7 separate regions of the Mus musculus genome follow, and all the other regions are linked to region 7. The links are chromatin contacts, called in public HiCAR-type and promoter capture Hi-C maps. All regions are on one chromosome and are shown on one strand. The core of a region is the stretch at or near the end of the contact, and the rest is flanking DNA. Distances in the headings are between cores, read along the strand shown. Region 1 holds the start of Eif2b5 (eukaryotic translation initiation factor 2B, subunit 5 epsilon). Region 2 holds the start of Rimbp3 (RIMS binding protein 3). Region 3 holds the start of Map6d1 (MAP6 domain containing 1). Region 4 holds the start of Ece2 (endothelin converting enzyme 2). Region 5 holds the start of Top3b (topoisomerase (DNA) III beta). Region 6 holds the start of Ypel1 (yippee like 1). Region 7 holds the start of Septin5 (septin 5).

Region 1 (2,700 bases), core at 33-2,532, 1.9 Mb after region 7:
CCTACCCAGTTTACTCCTGCTCTTAGATCCAGCCTCATCTGGGATAACGCTTGTGGAACTGAAAGACCCACAACGTGAGGACTCCCCCACGTTCTGACTCAGGAGAGGCGACACCCCAAAATCACCAACGAGAAACGGTCTTGCTGCAAATTGCAAGAGGATTTTTATTCAAGAGCGCTCTCGGGCCCACGGTCATACACCACGCAGGGGTAGAGGACTGTGGCGCCCCGAGTAGCTGGATAAGGGGGTATTTAAAGGAAGGAACCACAACTCAAGGAGGTGGGAAGGGCGTTGTTGGAAAATACCAAAAATACCAGTTAAGAGTCACAAGGAAGTACAGAGTCACAGGTGTCACAAGGAATACCTGGTAATTGTTAACTCTCAAGACAGTTTCTAAGAGCCCCTAACGATAGCACATTTGCATTGCAGGTTCCAGCAATGGTCAGAGTGGGTCAGGGTGACTTTCTTTGAATTAACACTCTTTGAACCCAGGAAGCCGGTGGGTGGAGGAATGTCGCTATCTGTTTTATGATTAGCATACCTTGGAGCACTGAGTTTACTACTCTTTCAGAACCATGGGAGTCAGATGAGCTCCAGCAGCAGTTTTTCCACTCACTAGTTGGGCGTGCTCCCTTGGTTCCGATTTGAGGGTTTAAGAAATGCCTGTCGCTCTAGGTCGTATTTCTGGCAAGGGGGGAGGGAGCACCCATAATAGGTGTGTGTTCAGTAAAAATCTACAGCCTGCCTCCATGTCCAGTATTTGTGCAGATCGTGGTTTCCCTCCCAAAGATGCCAGATCCCCTTAGATTACTAGACTGCAAGTGGGGAGCTTCATTTTATATTTAGATTTATGTGGATGAGTGTTTTCCACAGGCATCCAGTGCCCGGTCGAAAGTGTGTCGGACACCCTGGAATTGCAATTGTGAATAGTTGCTTGCTACCACGTGAGCGCCAGGCGCAGAACGTGGATCCTCTGCAAGAGCAGTAAGTGCTCTTAACTGTTGAGTGATCTCTCCAATCCCTGAGAACTACAAATTTTATCCTACTCTGGGCAGAGGAGCTGTAGGCTCCTGCCCAGCGATCACAAGCCTATCCAGCTCGCTGCCTTCTTAGCTTGTCCAATCCAACAGCACTCACTGACTAAGTAGACAACGGTGGGATCTCACCCCTCTGGGGTGCATACACCTCCCAGTAGCACCTACTGCGGTCAGCCACGCCCTGGTCTTGCACGGGGTGGGTGGGGTCTGCTGGTACACACATGCGCATTCCTTCCTCTTTCTCTCCCTGCAACTACACCTTCGCGTTTTGACTGTGAGTCCTTTTTGTCCCCTACTGCGTGCCGTGTGACTTCCCGGCGGACGTGCTGGCTGCGAAGCAAGATGGCAGCCACTGCGGCGGTGCCTGGCGCTGCGGCCGGCCGAGCGAGCAAACGCGGCGGCGGCGGCTCGGGCGGCGGGGGAACCCAAGGTGCGGAGGAGGAGCCGCCGCCGCCCCTCCAGGCAGTTCTAGTGGCCGATAGCTTCAACCGCCGCTTCTTCCCCATCTCCAAGGACCAGCCTCGGGTGAGCACCCGGCTCGCGAGCAGTCTGCCGGCCTCGAGGGTAGCGGGGCCGCAGGTTGCCACTGCAGCTGGTTAGTGAAGCGTGCTCTGGAAGTTACCCTCAAGTTGAGCTTATCTGGTTAGGAAAAGGTGGAGAGACCGACTGAAACCTCGGAGGCTGTCCGATCAGATGAGTAACTAGCACACATGGATTCTCGCAGGGCTATACACCCAGCCTTGGGAAGGATGGAGAGGGCTGTGTGTAGAATCAATGCTTGAAAGAAGGCTTCCCCGGGGGATTTAGTAGCACAAGAGGGGCCTCCACTGTCTTTAACCTTGCAGGACATGGGCAATTTAAAGAAATTGCTTTAGATAAAGGCAATGGTAATATATTCCTAAAGGAAAAAAGGCTAGCTCTCAGCAGGCTGTTTTCCTCCCATCTGCTGAAAGGGGACCCCAGTGGGTTGCCATCAGTCTAGGAATTACCTAGACATAGGAAATAGGCATTGCGCTTGCAGACTACTGGGTCGCTCAGCAATCCATAGTTCATTCAAATAGGGATTTGCCTTTGACTTAAGAATTCCTAATAGCCGGGCGTGGTGGCGCACGCCTTTAATCCCAGCACTCGGGAGGCAGAGGCAGGCGGATTTCTGAGTTCGAGGCCAGCCTGGTCTACAAAGTGAGGTCCAGGACAGCCAGGACTATACAGAGAAACCCTGTCTCAAAAAACCACAAAAAAAAAAAAAAAAAAAAAAGAATTCCTAAGGCTAACGACTGTTCATTTTTGACAAGTGTTTGAATGATTTCTGTGACTCTTAGTGGCAATAGAACAATAGAAGGAAATTCTATGAAGAAGACCTTAGTGCTTAGAGTTCTAGAGCTATGACTTAGGGCCAACATTTGTCCTTAATGCCAGCACTGGGCTCCTAGAACATGTTTGTGTCTGATACCATGCCTACTAGGCTCAAATTCCAGAGCCTTAGACTGACCCTTAGAGCCTGTTTGCTTTAGAATAAAAGGATAAAGTCGATTATAGTGTCTGCAAACCAAAGTATACCAAAGTATAATCCTGACTTGAAGATCTCAGACTTTTTCTTTCCTGCCCTATAGGTCCTCTTGCCCCTGGCCAACGTTGCGCTAATTGACTATACTCTGGAGTT
Region 2 (2,700 bases), core at 91-2,590, 1.4 Mb before region 7:
AGGAGATGGGTATAGTGCCATGCACATACCTCTAATCCCACTTGGGAGGCAGAGGCAAGTTGATCTTTGTGAGTTTGAGCCCAGCCTGGTCTACATAGCAACTTCCAAGTCAGCCAGGACATAGAAAGACCAGACCCTGTCTCCAAAACAAAGACAAACACAAAACAAAAAATTCCACCATCGCCACTACTACCACCACCACCAGAAACTTCAAACAGACATTCATGCATGGTGCTGCATACCTTTATTCCAGGCAAGGTCTCTGTGACTTCTAGGATAGCCCAGTAGACATCAGTTCTAAGCCATCCAGAGCTACAGAGTGAGACTATATATATATATATATTTTTTTTTTAATGTTTTGGGGAGCTGGAAAGATGGCTCAAGGGTTATGGGTGCTTGCTGATCTTGCAGAAAACATGGCTTTGGTTCCTCCTCCTGAATGGTGGGATTAAAAGGATATACCACCACTGCTCATCTTAACATCTTACTTTTTTTTTTAAAGATTTATTTATTTATTACATGTAAGTACACTGTAGCTGTCTTCAGACACTCCAGAAGAGGGCATCAGATCTTGTTACAGATGGTTGTAAGCCACCATATGGTTGCTGGGATTTGAACTCAGGACCTTCGGAAGAGCATTTGGTACTCTTAACCACTGAGCCATCTCTCCAGCCCCAACATCTTACATTTTTAAAGGGGCTGAAGACTGAAGATATAATGAATAGTAAAGTGCTTGCCTATTACTTACTAAATGAGACCTTGGGCTCAGTCTCTACTACTACTAGTACTACTACTACTTCACAGAGAGAGAGACAGAGACAGACAGAAACAGAGACAGGATATGAATCTCAGTGGTATAAAATTTGCCCAGCATGTTTGAGGTGGGTGCAATCAATCCTCAGTCACTGCCACCTGCTGATTCAAAAAGGCTCAGATGCAAGACATGTTGGTCAACTCCTGCAATCCAAGCACTGGGGAAGCAGAGACAGCCTGCTCTATAGAGTGAATTCCAGAACAGCCAGCTCTACACACACACACACACACACACACACACACACACACACACACGTCTCAAACAAACAAACAAACAAACAACACAAAGTTTCAGTTGATATAAGAAAAGGCACCGGGCAGTGATGGCCTTTAATCCCAGCATTTGGGAGGCAGAGTCAGGCGGATATCTGAGTTTGAGGCCAGCCTGGTCTACAGAGTGAGTTCCAGGACAGCTAGGGCTACACAGAGGAACGCTGTCTCAAAAAAAACAAAAACAAAAACAAAAACAAAAAAAAAACACAAAAAAACAAAAAACAAAAAAACAAAACCAAAAAGAAAAAAGAAAAGAAAAAGAACAAAGAAAAGGCTTAGCATGTTGGGTCCTGCGTAGGAACAGAGGAGTTATAGCCACTTAGGGCTCAGAGCTCAACCACAAATTTAAGCAGATCTTGTAAGAAGTTTACCTAATTTCAAAACTCGACCAGAAACCCTAGTAGAGCCAGGTGAGATCTGACCAGAATCCATTTTTACTCAGGCCCAGGATCAGCGATCATCTAGGAACCCTACTGGGGATCTAATTCTGGAAAGGATTGCACACTGCCAGGGCGAAAGTGGAACAGGTCACAAAAGCCCTAAAGCAGATATGTGTGGGCTCCGAAATATGCCCGGGGTATCCGGGGAAGTTCAGAGGCTAGTTTGAAAGGGGTCTCAGGAGTTTAGGAAGAAGCGAAAGGCACTCAATCTGTGGGGAGGCGACAGGTTATAAGGGAGATCGCCCCCAAGGCGGAAGAGGCGCGCGGAGGGCACCTAGGGGCGCCGGAAGGGGCGCGTGGGGCGGTTGGCAGCGGCCGGGGGCGGAGGCCGTTGGCTAACTGGCCTACCAATACCAAACTATCTCTCTGGCTTCTTGCCGGGCTGCGGCCACAATGACAAAGGACTCACCCACCCCCTTGGGTGGTGGCCGCGCGTCGCCCAAGAAGCCAAGCAGCCCCGGCCCAGCGGCCGCAGTGCTGGAGGAGCAGAGACGAGAGCTAGAAAAACTACGGGCAGAGCTGGAGGGCGAGCGCGCGCGCGGCCGGTCGGAACGGAGGCGTTTCGCTACCCAGACGCGCCAGCTGCGGGAGTCGGCTGAGCAGGAGCGGCAGCAGCTGGCTGACCATCTGCGCTCCAAGTGGGAGGCACGACGCCTCCGGGAGCTGCGGCAGCTGCAGGAGGAGGTGCAGCGCGAGCGTGAGGCCGAGATCCGGCAGCTGCTGCGCTGGAAGGAGGCAGAGATGCGGCAGCTGCAGCAGTTGCTACACCAGGAGCGCGATGTTGTATTGCGCCAGGCAAGGGAGCTTCAGCGTCAGCTGGCCCAGGAGCTAGTGAACCGTGGTTACTGCAGCCGCTCAGGGGCATCCGAAGCCTCCGCGGCACAATGCCGCTGTCGCCTGCAGGAAGTGCTGGCGCTGCTGCGCTGGGAGACCGACGGCGAACAAGCCGCGCGCATCCGCCACCTGCAGGCGGCGCTAGACGTGGAGCGCCAGCTATTCCTTAAATACATCCTAGAGCACTTCCGCTGGCAGCCGGCTTTACCGGGACCCGCGGACCCCCAAGCCACGCATTCCTTGGAAGAGCCGCCCCTAGAAGCCCAGAGTAACACTGGTGGCACCCCAAAGCCTGCTCGTCGACTCGGATCCCTCGAAAGCCTGAACACTGGCGTCCGGG
Region 3 (2,700 bases), core at 75-2,574, 1.6 Mb after region 7:
GTGGGGGGCTTATGCCTGTGGCTATATGCCTAACAAAGGGCTAACATACATTACAGTTATTAACATTCAGAACATCTATCTATGGTCAAACATTACATTAAGTTAAAAAAAAAAAAAGTAATGGAGTTATAATGTGTGAGCCTGACAATCCGAGAGATGGATCCCTGGAATCCATGGCAGAAGGGGAAGAGGAGTGACTTTCTAAAGTTGTCTTCTGATCTGCTCGCCCCTCCTCTCGCCCCCCTCTCCACACTAATATATATTAAATATTTTAAAACATCGCAACAGCAAGAATAAGATCGTGGAGGAAACTGAATGTGTATGCATTCATTGTATACTAAGAATTAGGAAGATCCATCTGTTTGGGAGGGGAGGCGTGAGGGTGTTAAGGCAGAATTTGTTATTTTTATTTCTAATTCCCCCATTATGAGCATTCATTACTCTTCTATGTAGAAAGAAGAGGCAAGAAGTCCTCAGTTGTCCAAAGCTGTTAAGGGTGCAAAGGACCTTCCTTCTGTGGGATCTTGAACAGCGCAGGCACTGGCCCTGGGCACGGCGTGGGGCGTGGGATGAGGGGCTGTGCACCGCCCTCTTTGCTCACCCCACAGAAGTTAAAAAAGAACAATCTGAGACCGAAGGAGGAGGAATCAAATCGAGGGAGGGGTGCTCTCTTACGAGGTGCGCTCATCCTGGATCCCAGGGTAGGGAGCAATTGGGAACACAAGGCGATGCCTGCAGTGTCAGGAGACCAAAGATGACCCCGAAGCTCCCCTGTCACTCTCCAGATCCTGTGGTATTCAGCCTTCGTGCTCTCCCCGCCCCCACCCCGTTTCGGGGCTCCGTTTCCTCCCACCGCAGGTCCAGATTCGAAGCATTCCTCTGCCGCAGCCAGCTACCCACCTATAAGACGTGGTCGCTACTACAGCTGCGTCCGCGTCCCCGACCGGCAGCACGTAGACCGTCCGGGTGGGGGGCGCCGAGGACTGGCCTCTGCGGCCGCCCGGCCCCGATGGGCGCTCTTGAGCCGCATCCCGGGACCCGGCGCGCGCGGTTCGCACACCGAAATCGCGCTGGTACTGGGTGAGCGGCACAGCGCGGCTGGACTCCCGCGCGCCTGCGACCGACGGGTTCCCGCGCGAGACGCTGCAGTCTGCGCCCGACTCCTCGCTCCCGGGGTCCGAGTAACCATGCAGAGTCAGCGGCACCGCTACGTCCGAGCGGTCCAGCTGGTTCCATCGCCGGGCCAGGCAGCACAGCCGGCTGATGCAGGGCCACGCCATGCCGCTCGGCCGCGCGCCTGCGCCGCGCGCGCGCACTACCCCACTGCCCCCGCGCAACCCTGAGCCCCGCAAGGACGGCCTGCGGGCAGTCCTAAACCCAGAGTTCCCCCAATGTGAGCTCAGAAATCAGACCTGGGCTTCATCGAGAGCGAGGTCGGAAGGAGGCATTTCCTCACCGTCACTAAGCCTGCTACTTTTTTTTTTTTTTTTTTTAAGGAACAATCAATCCATCAAGAAGGCTCTGGCGGCAGGACCAGAGAACTCTGTTGGCATTTGTGGACACGGGTGGCTGCAAAATAGATTTAAACTGTGCCTAGCGGACTCAGCGACCACCCAGAGTGGAAAGGGTGGAGGCAACCAGGAAGGTGATGCAAGTGAGAACTTAGGGCCATGTCAGCTCGTGAATCTCCATTTGCTGTTTACTGTGCTGTTATAAATGGGTAACAACTAACCCGGTTTTCCTTAAGAACTGTCATAAGCTCCCAATCGTCCTTTCCCTGGGTTGTAATTACAACCCCCAAACTGGTTTCCTTTCCCTGATGTGCATGTATGCTCGTTCCATTGCAGGGCTATAATCCAGCCTGAATGAAGGTCAGTTAAATACAGAAAACATCCAGCTGCCCTCCAAGGGCTTCCCAAGTGTATCCTGCATGCACTCAGACCTGCAACCATGGAAGTGGTGGTAGTTACAACTTCTGGCTGAACCTGAGAAGCATCCAGTCTGCACCTAGGAGGACTGCCCAGTCTGGGCCCATTGGTCAGCTCATCTTCCTCAACTTCATTAGCTGCAAGTTGTACTGGAGTGACATACCATTGCTGGTTAACACCCCAGGTCTGGCTATGACCCCATACTGACAGTTAAGTCTGGAGTTGGGAAAACCTTTACTGAAGGTGCATTCATGGGTATGGTAGTTAGAATATGTTTGGCCCAGGGAGTGCCACTATTAAGAGGTGTAACTTTGTTGGAATAGGTGTGGCCTTGTTGGAGGAAGTGTGTCACTGTTCAGGGTGGACAATGAGACCCTCCTCCTAACCATGTGGGAGCCAATCTTCTCCTAGTGGCCTTTAGATGAAGATGTAGAACTCTCAGCTCTGCCTGCACCATGCCTGCCTGGGCACTGCCACGCCCCCACCTTGATGATAATGGACTGAACCTGTAAGCCATCCCTAATGAAATGTCCTTATAAGAGTTGCCTCGGTCATGGTGTCTGTTCACAGCAGTAAAACCCTAACTAAGATTATGTGGACCCCACCACCACCACCACCACTCACACACACACACAAAGTCTTCTCTCAGCCAGAGCCAACTGACTTTGTGAAGTGGAGCTGAGCTTTGGGTTAGTCAGCCTGGCAAATGAAGGTTAATGGTTATGAAATAGTCCAGGGGAGAAAGTCACAGATCACCACTCTTGCTAAAACA
Region 4 (2,700 bases), core at 5-2,504, 2.0 Mb after region 7:
CTGCCTAAATACTACTCTTATTTCCATTTTACAGATGGGGAAACTGAGTCTAAACCCAGAATTGTTCATCCTAACAGTGACACTGTGCTCTGTCTTGTTTGAGAACATGCAATTTGGGGATGGAACAGTTCCTAAGAAAGCAGTCTAGCACTTCTCAGCCAAATCCATTCATCTTGCATCGTTTCTCAGTCTCAAGAATAGCCCACGCTAGCACCACTTGCAATAAGATGTCTGAGAACTTAGGTGTGAATCAATAAATGAGTATCCATTGCCACTCACTACTTAAGGCTGCCTCAGATCACGGTTTGGTATTCTCCTGGTTAGGGAGAGGAAGAGGAGGCAATGCTTTGGTGTCCCCGTTCCCTCCGCAGCACTGTAAAAAACATGAGGCACTCCTTGGCGCAACAGACTGTAACACTCGCCTGCCTGTTTAAGGAATGACAATATGGAAGGCAGATGGTGATGCATGGATACCACACTGTTGCGTTTCAGTTAAATATTGCTTGGTGATTTTTTTTTTCCCTCTTGTAAACCTCCCAAATAAAATCGCTTGCCTTCCTGAGTTGGAAGTGTTAGCATGTCTTTTCTTTAAATATCTGTGCATGGCTGTTTTTTTCCCTGCCAATTTGTCACCATCTGTAACCCTCCCTTTATGAGATGATCCGATGACGGCAATTATCTTGGAGAGTGAAAGTGCCATCTTGAAGCAATGTGTAAGAGCGGCATTAGTGTGAGCTGTGTGTATAGTGCATGCTGCCGTAACACTTGGTATGTGCTTGTGTGTATCCCCAATGACAGTGGGCTTTTCTGTATATACATTGTGAAAATTCAGAATAGTTGCTTTAGAGTTTCTTTGTGCTTGGAGCCTTGTGCTGTTGTAGATATCCTATGGACACCTGTATAGAGGTGAACTGCCTGTGGTTTCCTGCTGTAAAAAAAAAAAAAAAAAAAAAAGACCCTGCAGACATTCTGCTAGGTAAAGGGGTTCCTCTCTGGGACATAACTCCTCTATGGTGTTTAAAAGTATTGAAGGCCTGAAATTTGGAAAGTCCGGGTTAAAAAAAAAAATTAGCAATGATTGGGCCTCAACCAAATGGAAGCAAATTATGGGTGGCTTGCCTGAGGGGCTCTCAGGCTTGATGGAGAGCAGCGGTTGCGCGGAACGTGGTCTGGGCGCGGATGCTGGCGGGGAGCCGCGCGCGCTCCGCCCCTCCCCCTCGCTCCCACCCCCGGGCGCGCCGCTGGGTCGGGGAGACCTGAGAAAGCCGGGCCGCCGCGGCCAAGCCAGGGGCTGCAGCAGTGACTGTGATGGAGGGCAGCGGCGGGGTTCAGCGGGTGGCCTGGGCCGTAGTTCCTGGGCGGGTCAACCTCGCCCAGCCCTAAGGCGCGGCCCGGCCTTGCTCCACTCCACCATGAACGTCGCGCTGCACGAGTTGGGTGGCGGAGGCAGTGTGAGTGATGGCCCTGGACTCCAGGGGAGAGGACCCGGGTGGAGAGGGCACAAAGTGTGGAGGGGCGGGTGTGAGTGAACTGGCAGCGTCTGGCTGGGACCCCGGCTTGCCTCGGTGATGGCGCTTCTTCTGCGGGTTGGAGAGGGATGGTGTCAGAGGGGACCCTAGTCTGAGAGTCTGACACCCGGGGAAGGTCCCTCTGTGCATGAAAGGAGGAAGCCGGTCCAGCGAGGGACACCCGAGCAGGGCCTTGGGCAGAAGGCCTAGCTGCCCAACCTCAGTTGGTGCTCCGAACTGTTTGCAGATGGTGGAGTACAAACGTGCTAAGCTTCGGGATGAAGAATCACCAGAGATTACAGTTGAAGGCAGGGCCACCCGGGACTCACTGGAGGTGGGCAAAGGGGTTCCCCTTTTCTCATCAGGCCTCACCTTTGGCATGATGCCTGCCTGCAGTAACCATGTGGCTGTTCTAGTGGGTCGCTTGTCCTGGTTTCCACTCCATCTCTGGCCTCTGCGCCAGGACTGTAGTGAGGCATTTCAAAGCCATGACGTTGCACAAAACAGGCTCCACCTGCCTCTTTGCTTTTGGGCCCGAAGTTAACCCCCACTCGCTATTTGCTCCATCACTCTGGAAACTGGCTGTACCTTCTTCATATCTTTATTTTCTGGGAGGACTTCTGCGATATTGGGTCCTTGCGATGCAACTCAATTGCGCCTGTCCTGTGTTCCCCAGGTGGGATTCCAGAAGAGGACAAGACAACTGTTTGGTTCACACACACAGTTGGAGCTGGTCTTGGCAGGCCTCATTCTAGTGTTGGCTGCCCTTCTTTTGGGCTGCCTCGTGGCTCTGTGGGTCCACAGAGGTAGGTGGGTTCACACCTGTTGGCAGCCCTCACAGCTAAGGGGGGCCAAAACCTGAAAGTCCTCTCAATATTTTTCTTTTTGGGGCTAGCCTTTCCAACTTCCTGCTGTCATCGGCTTCTCAAAAGGTTTTGCTTCTTCCACCCCGATTGATAGTCTCCTGCCTTCTGCCATGTCTCTTGCCACAGACCCAGCCCATAGCACCTGCGTCACAGAAGCCTGCATTCGAGTAGCTGGAAAAATCCTGGAGTCTCTAGACCGTGGGGTGAGCCCCTGTCAGGACTTTTACCAGTTCTCCTGTGGAGGCTGGATTCGAAGAAACCCTCTACCCAATGGACGTTCTCGCTGGAACACCTTCAACAGCCTCTGGGACCAGAACCAGGCCATA
Region 5 (2,700 bases), core at 131-2,630, 1.8 Mb before region 7:
GGGCCAGAACCCAGGACTGCGGGCTTGTCTCCCTGAGGGAGAGTGACCTCAACTCCCCTTGAGAGGCTGAGCCCCAAATAAGCAGATCTGTAGTTCACTTTAAATGCCTGGTAAAGGGGACAAGAGTTTTCTCCTTAAACCTAAGCCTCATATCAGACCCCAAATATGTGTGGGAGCAGTCACTGGGCCTCTTTAGATGTTCCTCTACCATATGTGAGCACACTAAATAAATCTCCTTCCTCTGCTTTTTAGTATTATCTCTTTTAATTACATTTTTATTTTCATTTCTTTTGTGTTCACATGGCCAGCTTGGCAGCCACTGTCTGCCTGCTGAGCCATCTTATAGGTTTCTTACTTGTCTCGTTGACAAGTTGGGGCTGTCATAGCCAGTCTTGGTAACAAAAGGATGGCTTAAAAACATAAGTTTGAGGCCAGCCTGGGTCCACAGTGAGTTCCAGTGAGTTCCAGGATGGCCTTGGCTACATAATGAGACAATCTGAATATATACATACATATATATATATATATATTTTTTTTTTTTTTTAAGACAGGATCCCACTATTTTGCTCTGGCTGGCTATTCTGGAACTCAATGTGCAGATGAGGCTGGCCTCGAACTCACTGAAATCTGCCTTTCTCTGCCTCCCAAGTGCCGAGATCAAAGTTGTGAGCCACCATACCAGGCTATTAAAAAACGGTATGCTAATAAAGTCATCAAAACTATTTTAAAACTTCCATAATTCTAATACTCTAAAAAAATTACATATTATCTTCCAGATACATTAACACAAGTAGTGTGGTCTTCAAAATTTTAAAAGGTGCTTTGTTTTGTTTTGTCTTGTATAGCCTATAGTCCCAAGCTGGAATGAAATTCACTATGTAGCCCTGAATGACCTCTAACTCGCTGTCTCAACCTTCTGATTGCTTGATTCCTGGTAAGAGCCACCATCCCGCTCACAGATGTTGCTAACACTGAAAAAGCCTGCTATCTGAAATGTTTAAATTATTTTAATTATTGGGCTGGTTAAGTGGTTAAGGACCTGGGTTCAATTCCCAGTACCCATATGGCAGCTCACAACTATCCCCAGTTCCAGGGAATTTGACACCCCCGCACGGATGTGCATATGCAAGCAAAACACCAATGCATATCAAATAAAAATAAACTTTACATTTTTATTTTAATCATTAATTGCATATTTTCATCAGTTCTCGTAATCATACTGACAATCGTCATTAATGTCTTCTCCGGATGATTTTTTGGAGACACAATGGAGACTTGGGGAGCCCCTGCTGCTCCCAACAGGAAGCAGACAGCAAGGCACCCGGAACTCACCAGCCTCGGAACTTGCAGACACCTTAGTGTCGACATCGGAGGGCAGATGAGGGGACGCCACAGACGGACAGAGCCGGAAGTGAGTTCGTGAGTGGCCACCGGGGAAAGCACAGCCGGAGCGAGAGGCGCAGCGGCACGGCGGGTGAGCAGTGGGATGCTGGCTGCTCGAGGAAGCGGAAGACGCTGGCTTTCCCCAGGCATTTCCGGAATGGTAGCAGCGCTCCGACCCGGGCGGGGGCGTGGGGGAGGGTCCTGCCCTGGCGCGGCTTTTTCGCCATCCAGCCCTCGCCGTGGGGCCTCTGGGCGGCGGTGGAGCCGCGTTTAGTGGGCAGTGGTCGCTTTTCCAACGAGCTCCCCGCGGCCCCGAGGTGAGACGTTTCCCCCTAGTTGAGGGTAGGGAAACCGGCTCAGGGAAGTTGTGCTGCCCACAGAGGCTCAGGCCTGCGGTTTGCGTTCTTATCCGAAGGTTCCACTCGCTGCCTCCCGGAGCCTGCTCTGTCTGGAGACCCAGGCTGTTCTCGGACTTGATCTCTGCAGATTAGGAGAAAACTTGGGTAAACCAATGAGCTAGAGTCGAGGGCCAGCTAGTTATGCATAGGGAAGAACGGATGACCTCTCTTAACCTATTTGGAACCCGGCCTTTGGGAACAGGACTGTGAAAAGCCAGGACGACTTGGATTTGATAGCCAGAGAAAGGGGGGAATTTTCACCGTTCGCCAAGGTCCCTTGTCGCTAGTCTGAATTGTTATGCACTGCGATTTATTCTGGCTTTTTAAACTAGGATGATGAGATGGCTCAGCGCTCTTACAACCAAGGTTCCGACCCCGGGAACTCACGTTGTAAAAAGAGAGAGCTGAATCCCACAATTTGTCTTCTGACCTGTGACCGGCAGCATGTGCGTGCCCATACATATCCACACACAAAATAACTGTTTATTTGTTTGTTTAACTTTAACTCCTATTTTATAGCAATGTTGGTAGACAGAGCTGCAGCATACTAGATACAAAGAAGGAGTTAAGAGACAGGCTTATTTTCCTGGATCTGTAGGTGATTAAAAGTCACTGAAGTGTTAAATTCTTAGATTTCCCATGCTTTGCTGACCCCTTTTGGGGCTCCTCAAGTTAAATCCACTACTACATAATACAAAAAGAAACCTCCATATTTACAGTGCTTTCCAAGGGACACTGATTAGTGAGGTGTGGCAAAGAATGGGCAGGTTGTCTTGCTATTCTCTCTTTGCAATCCACACCTAAATAGCCCTTTGCTTACCTAACTCCAGAATAGGACAAACTATAGTGTCAGAGCCTTGGCAGAAAAGACTTGGTATATCATGTAGGTTTATGTTAAGGAGTCTTATTTAAGTGATCA
Region 6 (2,700 bases), core at 189-2,688, 1.6 Mb before region 7:
TTAAAAGCATGCACCACTGCTCCCAGCAGACAGAAAAAATGTTGAAGATCAAATGATACATGTTCTCTCTCAAAGCAGATTCTAGCTGCTTGAAATGTTTGGATTTGTGTGTTTTTCCTGGAGTGCTTCCAGAAGTCAGGACGCTGGAAAAGGGCACTGGAGTATCCATGATATGAACAGGTAGGTGTTAGAAGTGGGATGGGTAGGAAAGGAAGGCTGGAGGAGGCCTAACCAATGCTAAGGAAATAGGAAAATGCCGTATATAAACCTACTATTTTCTAAGCTATTAAAAAAAACACATTTTTTAAAAGATTTATTTATTTCATGTATGTGAATACACTGTCGCTGTCTTCAGACACACCAGAAGAGGGCATCAGATCCCGTTACAGATGGTTGTGAGCAATCCATGTGGTTGCTGGGAGTTGAAATCAGGACCTCTGGAAGAGCAGTCAGTGCTATTAACTGCTGAGCCATCTCTCCCGCTTAAATTCTTTAAAAATAGAAGAGTCAGCCAGATGGTTCAGTGAGTGAGGGTGCCGCTATCAAGCCTGCTGACCTGAGTTCAAATCCAGGATCAATATGGTAGGTGAGAAGCAGAGCTAACCTCTGGTGCACAGGCATGTGCTTATTCACACAATAAGCTTAAAATATAAAGTTCAAGATCATGTTTGAGCTACATAGTTGAGGCCAGCTTGAATTACAGAATTACAGAGATCATATTCTAAAAGCCAAAAAAACATGAGACTCCCTAGCTAGGACGAATACAAAAATAGAGTAATCAGTCACTTGGGAGACTCACTAAGTAAATGGCAACTCAAAGGGCCCACAATCTAATCAATTAGGGGTATCCTCAATACAATAAATCCTAACAAGCACACTCTAGAGGGCGCAAATACGTCCTGCAATGTGTACATTCACCCTCAGCAGTGTGCTTTGAAAAATCGATCTAAAGAGACTAAGAAAAAAATAACAGAAGAAGCGCAGATGTGGGCATGGAGACTGGGTGATACTGCCTGTGTTTTGTGGGTAGGAAATCTAATCTGGGGTTCCATAATTCAAGTCCACGCAGACCTGGAGGCTCTTGGATGGCGACTTGGAGAGTGGAGAAAGGGTGGTCAGTATGGAGAGAGGGAAGAAGCTTGCGCTCTAGGGACCCAGCTGCAGAGGTCCTCCTGCCTGCAGCCTGAGGCGCAAACCTGTGGAAAATCTCGGTCCTTTGGCCTTCCAGGACCCTACCTCCCCACCGGCCCCGCGACCTGCCGGTTCGCCTGGGTTCCTCGTCAGGCCAGCCCACCGGACTCCTGGCGAGCTCCACCCGGACACGTTCCAGCCCAGTCCCCCGAGCGCAGCGGGGCGCGGGTGGACGCGTGGGGCAGGGCGAGGGGCGGGGAGCGTGGAGGGGCGGAGCGGCGGGAACGCGAGGGCGGGGCTCGGACACTGATTGGGCATCGCCACGTTCCGAGGCCGTTTATGGCGGCTGGGCTGGGCTACGGGTCCAAAACAAAGGGCAGGCGGCCCGCGAGGCGGCGGCAGGAGGATGCCTCGCGCCCGGAGTGGGCGCCAACGGCCGGAGCGCGTCCCGGGTCACACCGGGACCGCCTGAAAACCGAGCTCGCGCCGACCGAGCCTGGGCCGGATGGGCGCAGCGGACCGCGGAGCGGCCGTGAGTACGGGCGGGCCTCAGGGGTTCTCTGCGGAGACCTGAGGATCTCCGGCTCCGGGAGGCGGGGAAGCACCTGTTGGGCGCGGGCGGGCCGGGCGGGAGTGCGGAGGATGCGTTGACTTTTTGTTCTGATGTTCCGAACTGTTGGTATTTGGGTCATTAGAAGACAACGCAAAATCCCGGTCTTTCTTTCTTTCTTTTTTCTTCGCCCCCCCCCCCCCATTGTTTTTTCCCCTACCTTAAAAAATGGGGAAAGAAATAAATACAGAAGATACCTCCAATAAAAGAATATTATGGGGTGGCATTTTCAAGTTGCCTGTACAATAATAACTAAAGGGAATTGTCCTCATTGTTTACCACTTGTGGCTCTAGGCTTTATCAATGTAAATTGCTAACAGTAGCAACTAAATAAGATATTCTCTACTCAATAACTGCACAAATGGTCATCTTCGATCGTGTACTGAGCTCCAGGATAGAAAGCCGGCAGAATTCTGTTTTGGATAGATAATAGACGTTGAAAACATCATTTTTCAGCCCAAGGTCTTTCTAATTCAGTTGCCTTATAAGTATCCACAATGTATTCACCTTAACTAATGTATCTTGTCAAAGAATTGACCATACTCCTCCTCGCTCCGCTGAAGTTCCAAGACCAGGCTCACCTCCTCTGGGGAACTTCTCCAGGCCCCTCTGAGTAAGCCACCCTCACCCATCACCCAGGGCCCTTTACCTCTGCTGTGTTCTGGTAGATGTGTTAACAAATGTTTGCTGAGTACCCGTCTCCCTCTCCCCTAGGGGCTGGTCCAGTGGGTGTCTGTGTGCATGTGTATGGTGGGGTACAAATAAATAAACACACACACACATGTATATTCACCGTGTGTGTGCCTGGTATCTAGAGAAGCCAGAAGAGGGCATCGGATCCCCTAGAGCCGAAGTTATGGATCCTCCACAAGAGCAGCAGGTGCTAAAGGATGTCAGCCCATCTCTCCAGCCATACTGTGGGCTCTTAAAAAAGTCAGGGGTGCTGTATTTGAAGAGTT
Region 7 (2,700 bases), core at 35-2,534:
CCCCATCGGGCTTTGTCTGGCTTACTGGGATGGGGAGGCAGTTCTCCTGGGGGAGCCCCTCCCAGTGAGTCTCATCAGCCTTGGGCGGGGCATGTCCCTGCCAGGAGACTGTGACTCTCCGGCTCACCCCATCTGCCAGCTGCTTTTGCTCTGTCTGATGATGTACTCTGGTCTAGTACTCTGGAGTCCAATGCTAGGCGAGAACACCCATCCCCAGCAAGGCTTGCTGAAGCCTTCTGGTGTCAGAATTGGGCCTCCCCCACCCCATCTTCAAACAGGGCCTAGCTCAAGCCACAGAGGACATCCCTTTGGTCACCCACTTCCACAGCACTCTGGTTTCACAACCCTCAGCTCCTTTGGATTTTCACAGGTTACCCGGTAGGCTGGTACTTTCCCTGGGGTGGGGAAATCAGGCTAGCCCCCCTCTGGAAGGCCACAGCCTGGCTGTACTCAAGGTTTGGAGGGCTAGTGCTAGGATGACTCAGATGGGGAGCCTTGCAAGTTCCAGGTCTTGGAAGATGCTCTGCCAAAGACTAGTGAGCATAAATTTAGGCACAGAAGAGAGACACCCAAAGGTGCATGGGCATGAAGCAGAGGCCCCATGGTATTGCTCAGGAGACTGGTGGGCCCCCCCCCCCATTCCTGGCCTGTCATAACTACAGCCTCACCCAGGACCCCCAGCACGAGGCCTTCCGGTCAGGTTAAAAAGGGGATGCTGGCCCTGGACTAGAGGAGAGAGGCCCTTATCCCAGCCTCCCTTTCTGGGGAGGTGCCTAGGCCGCTGCTATACAGGTCAGGGAACCAAGCGCAGTGCCTACACTTCCCCTCCGTAGCCCCAGGAGCAGCGGCGCTGCCCCTACAGACAATCGATTAACGCCAAAGGACTGGGTGACGGCCGGCGGGGGCGGGGTCACGCCTGGGCGCCACCAGCATCGGTGCCACAATGGGTGACAGCCGGTCCGATCTCACCACCGGCCGAGCGGCGCAACGCCAGTACCTGTTTGTCCTCTGCATGGTCCGGGTCGTGATCCGGGTCCGGGCGGGTCCGGGAGGGTCCGGGCCGGCGGGCAGGGGAGAGACGGAGACAGACGGTGAGAGGCGGGCGGGCGGCGGGGACAAAGGAGCGCGGGCACGCGGACAGGCTCTGGGCTCACCTGGGGTCGCCAGCTTGCTTTTGTACCGCAGTCCTGTGCTCATGGTGGCCGCCGGCGGGGGACGTGTGGCGGCGGGCGCGCGGGCGGGGCGCGGCGACCAGCGGTGGAGGCCGAGGCCGGCTGAGGGGTGACCCGCCCCTCCGCGCCGCCACCACCCGCCCCGCCCGCGCGCCCGCCAGCCAATCGGCGCCCGCCGCGCCCACGCGCGACCCGGAGAGGCCGGTGGGGGCGGGGACTGAGGCGTCCCGCTGTGGTTCCCCCCAGGCCTTTGGTTCTCCCGGCCGCGCGAGTGCAGCCGGGCTATTCCCACGGCTTCGTCCGGAACGCCCCCTCCCCTTCCTGTCATCTAGCCCAGGCCTAGACTCTGTTCTCCCTTGGCTGTCGCTGGAAGCCGGTTGGTTCCTGGGCCTCTGACCTTCCATCGAGTGGCCATTCTATAAAGCATGTCCCAGGACTGTGCTTCATGCAGCCGATGAATGAGTTCAGGTGATATAAAGACCCCTTTTTCACCCCATCAAGAAGCATTTGGAAGGGGCAGACCTGGAGCCCTACCCTTGGTACATTGAGCACAAGTCCAGAACCCGAGCTCTCCTGCAGTCTGCTGGGTGCTAGGCATTCTACACTGGACACACACAAACGCCTGGGCAAGATGGAAAGCACACGGCAGGCAGGGTGTGGTTGTAAGATGGGAGTACTTGAGGTGTATGGCTAGAAGGACACAATCCGAAGGCCACCTTAGCCCTCCTTGCTCCAGCTCTGGTCCCGGTTTTCTGTGATCTGTGCTCTCCCCAGCTACCCCCCTGGAGAGGGGTTGAAGGGGGCTGAGGGACACATAAAGACAAGTCCATGCTCAGAGCCACATTTATGCATGAAGATGCTGTGACTCTGAATCTTCAAAAAGTTGATAGGACTAAGTGACCCACGGTGTGAATAACTTCTGTGTTACTGTCACATCCCAGGTGGTGGCTTAAACCTCACCAGAGAGTCTGTGACCAGGGTAGGGATGTTCCATTGTCCAAATCTTTCTTCTACAGCCTAAGGATCAGATGGGGCATATGACACACTGTGGTGCATCTTTGGGATCTAGAGAGGGCACTCACACGTGATCAAGTGCTAATCATTTTGTGTATAAAACAATGTAGAAGTAAAAGTGTCTACACATCTCTTAGGTTTGGCTTCACCAGTGACTTTTTTCATGGCGTTCTTGGGGGAATTTGGAACTCTGTTAGAGGAATATGTGCAGTCTGAGGCAGGGACAGAAACACAATGTCAGGACTTCTGAGCTTGCCAGTTCTGAGTCTGGAGAAACCCACGAAGGAAAGCTAGGACATTAAGCCTGAGCTGACTGTTACTGTCACTCCAACGGCAGAAACAAAGTGGGGGGAAAAGGAAGTATCTTCCCTGGGGCACTGATGGGAGGGACACTCCTGGTCTCCTCTAGTTAGGGGGTTGTGCTTGGCTGCCTTGGCCCGGAGGGAAGTGTAGGAGAGGGGAAAGAAGCTTGTGTATAGAAGAGGAATAAATTATAAAACAATTCTGATGAGCC

What was found. Promoter capture Hi-C pulls out the DNA fragments that hold promoters and counts their contacts. HiCAR-type assays count read pairs that join an accessible place to other places.
Region 1: a contact with region 7 is called in a promoter capture Hi-C map of pre-B cells, with 5 times the contacts expected there. The contact joins the promoter of Eif2b5 here to the promoter of Septin5 in region 7. A contact is called at or near these places in 3 of 39 promoter capture datasets (hippocampal neurons, liver and pre-B cells).
Region 2: a promoter capture Hi-C map of liver shows a contact between it and region 7, with 4 times the contacts expected there. The contact joins the promoter of Rimbp3 here to the promoter of Septin5 in region 7. A contact is called at or near these places in 4 of 39 promoter capture datasets (hippocampal neurons, liver and neutrophils), 1 of 115 datasets of contacts at active chromatin or transcription factors (pancreatic cancer cells) and 1 of 9 other capture datasets (pancreatic islet).
Region 3: a HiCAR-type map of astrocytes shows a contact between it and region 7, with 4 times the contacts expected there. The contact joins the promoter of Map6d1 here to the promoter of Septin5 in region 7. A contact is called at or near these places in 4 of 39 promoter capture datasets (cranial neural crest, hippocampal neurons, pre-B cells and 1 more) and 1 of 115 datasets of contacts at active chromatin or transcription factors (astrocytes).
Region 4: a promoter capture Hi-C map of hippocampal neurons shows a contact between it and region 7, with 9 times the contacts expected there. The contact joins the promoter of Ece2 here to the promoter of Septin5 in region 7. A contact is called at or near these places in 3 of 39 promoter capture datasets (hippocampal neurons, liver and pre-B cells) and 1 of 115 datasets of contacts at active chromatin or transcription factors (astrocytes).
Region 5: a contact with region 7 is called in a promoter capture Hi-C map of hippocampal neurons, with 4 times the contacts expected there. The contact joins the promoter of Top3b here to the promoter of Septin5 in region 7. A contact is called at or near these places in 1 of 39 promoter capture datasets (hippocampal neurons) and 1 of 9 other capture datasets (adipose tissue).
Region 6: a promoter capture Hi-C map of hippocampal neurons shows a contact between it and region 7, with 2.9 times the contacts expected there. The contact joins the promoter of Ypel1 here to the promoter of Septin5 in region 7. A contact is called at or near these places in 1 of 39 promoter capture datasets (hippocampal neurons) and 1 of 115 datasets of contacts at active chromatin or transcription factors (astrocytes).

Annotation. Positions count from the first base shown.
Region 1 is chr16:20,497,535-20,500,234 of GRCm38.p6, forward strand. Eif2b5 (eukaryotic translation initiation factor 2B, subunit 5 epsilon) reads left to right here and starts at 1,283. Exons shown (of 16, transcript NM_172265.2): 1 at 1,283-1,562; 2 at 2,651-2,700. The coding sequence starts at 1,380.
Region 2 is chr16:17,206,795-17,209,494 of GRCm38.p6, forward strand. Rimbp3 (RIMS binding protein 3) reads left to right here and starts at 1,341. Exons shown (of 1, transcript NM_001033338.3): 1 at 1,341-2,700. The coding sequence starts at 1,920.
Region 3 is chr16:20,240,034-20,242,733 of GRCm38.p6, forward strand. It overlaps Map6d1 (MAP6 domain containing 1), which reads right to left and starts at 1,325. Exons shown (of 3, transcript NM_198599.2): 1 at 901-1,325. The coding sequence starts at 1,280. Gm49566 (a long non-coding RNA gene) reads left to right here and starts at 1,425. Exons shown (of 3, transcript XR_003951848.1): 1 at 1,425-1,720; 2 at 1,848-2,112.
Region 4 is chr16:20,628,597-20,631,296 of GRCm38.p6, forward strand. It overlaps Ece2 (endothelin converting enzyme 2), which reads left to right and starts at 1,255. Exons shown (of 19, transcript NM_139293.2): 1 at 1,255-1,451; 2 at 1,756-1,842; 3 at 2,185-2,314; 4 at 2,501-2,700. The coding sequence starts at 1,413. Eef1akmt4-ece2 (Eef1akmt4-Ece2 readthrough) reads left to right here. Exons shown (of 20, transcript NM_177941.1): 3 at 1,756-1,842; 4 at 2,185-2,314; 5 at 2,501-2,700.
Region 5 is chr16:16,869,356-16,872,055 of GRCm38.p6, forward strand. It overlaps Top3b (topoisomerase (DNA) III beta), which reads left to right and starts at 1,381. Exons shown (of 18, transcript NM_011624.3): 1 at 1,381-1,700.
Region 6 is chr16:17,068,701-17,071,400 of GRCm38.p6, forward strand. It overlaps Ypel1 (yippee like 1), which reads left to right and starts at 1,439. Exons shown (of 5, transcript NM_023249.6): 1 at 1,439-1,663.
Region 7 is chr16:18,628,654-18,631,353 of GRCm38.p6, forward strand. Septin5 (septin 5) reads right to left here and starts at 1,285. Exons shown (of 12, transcript NM_213614.2): 1 at 1,155-1,285; 2 at 998-1,008. The coding sequence starts at 1,197.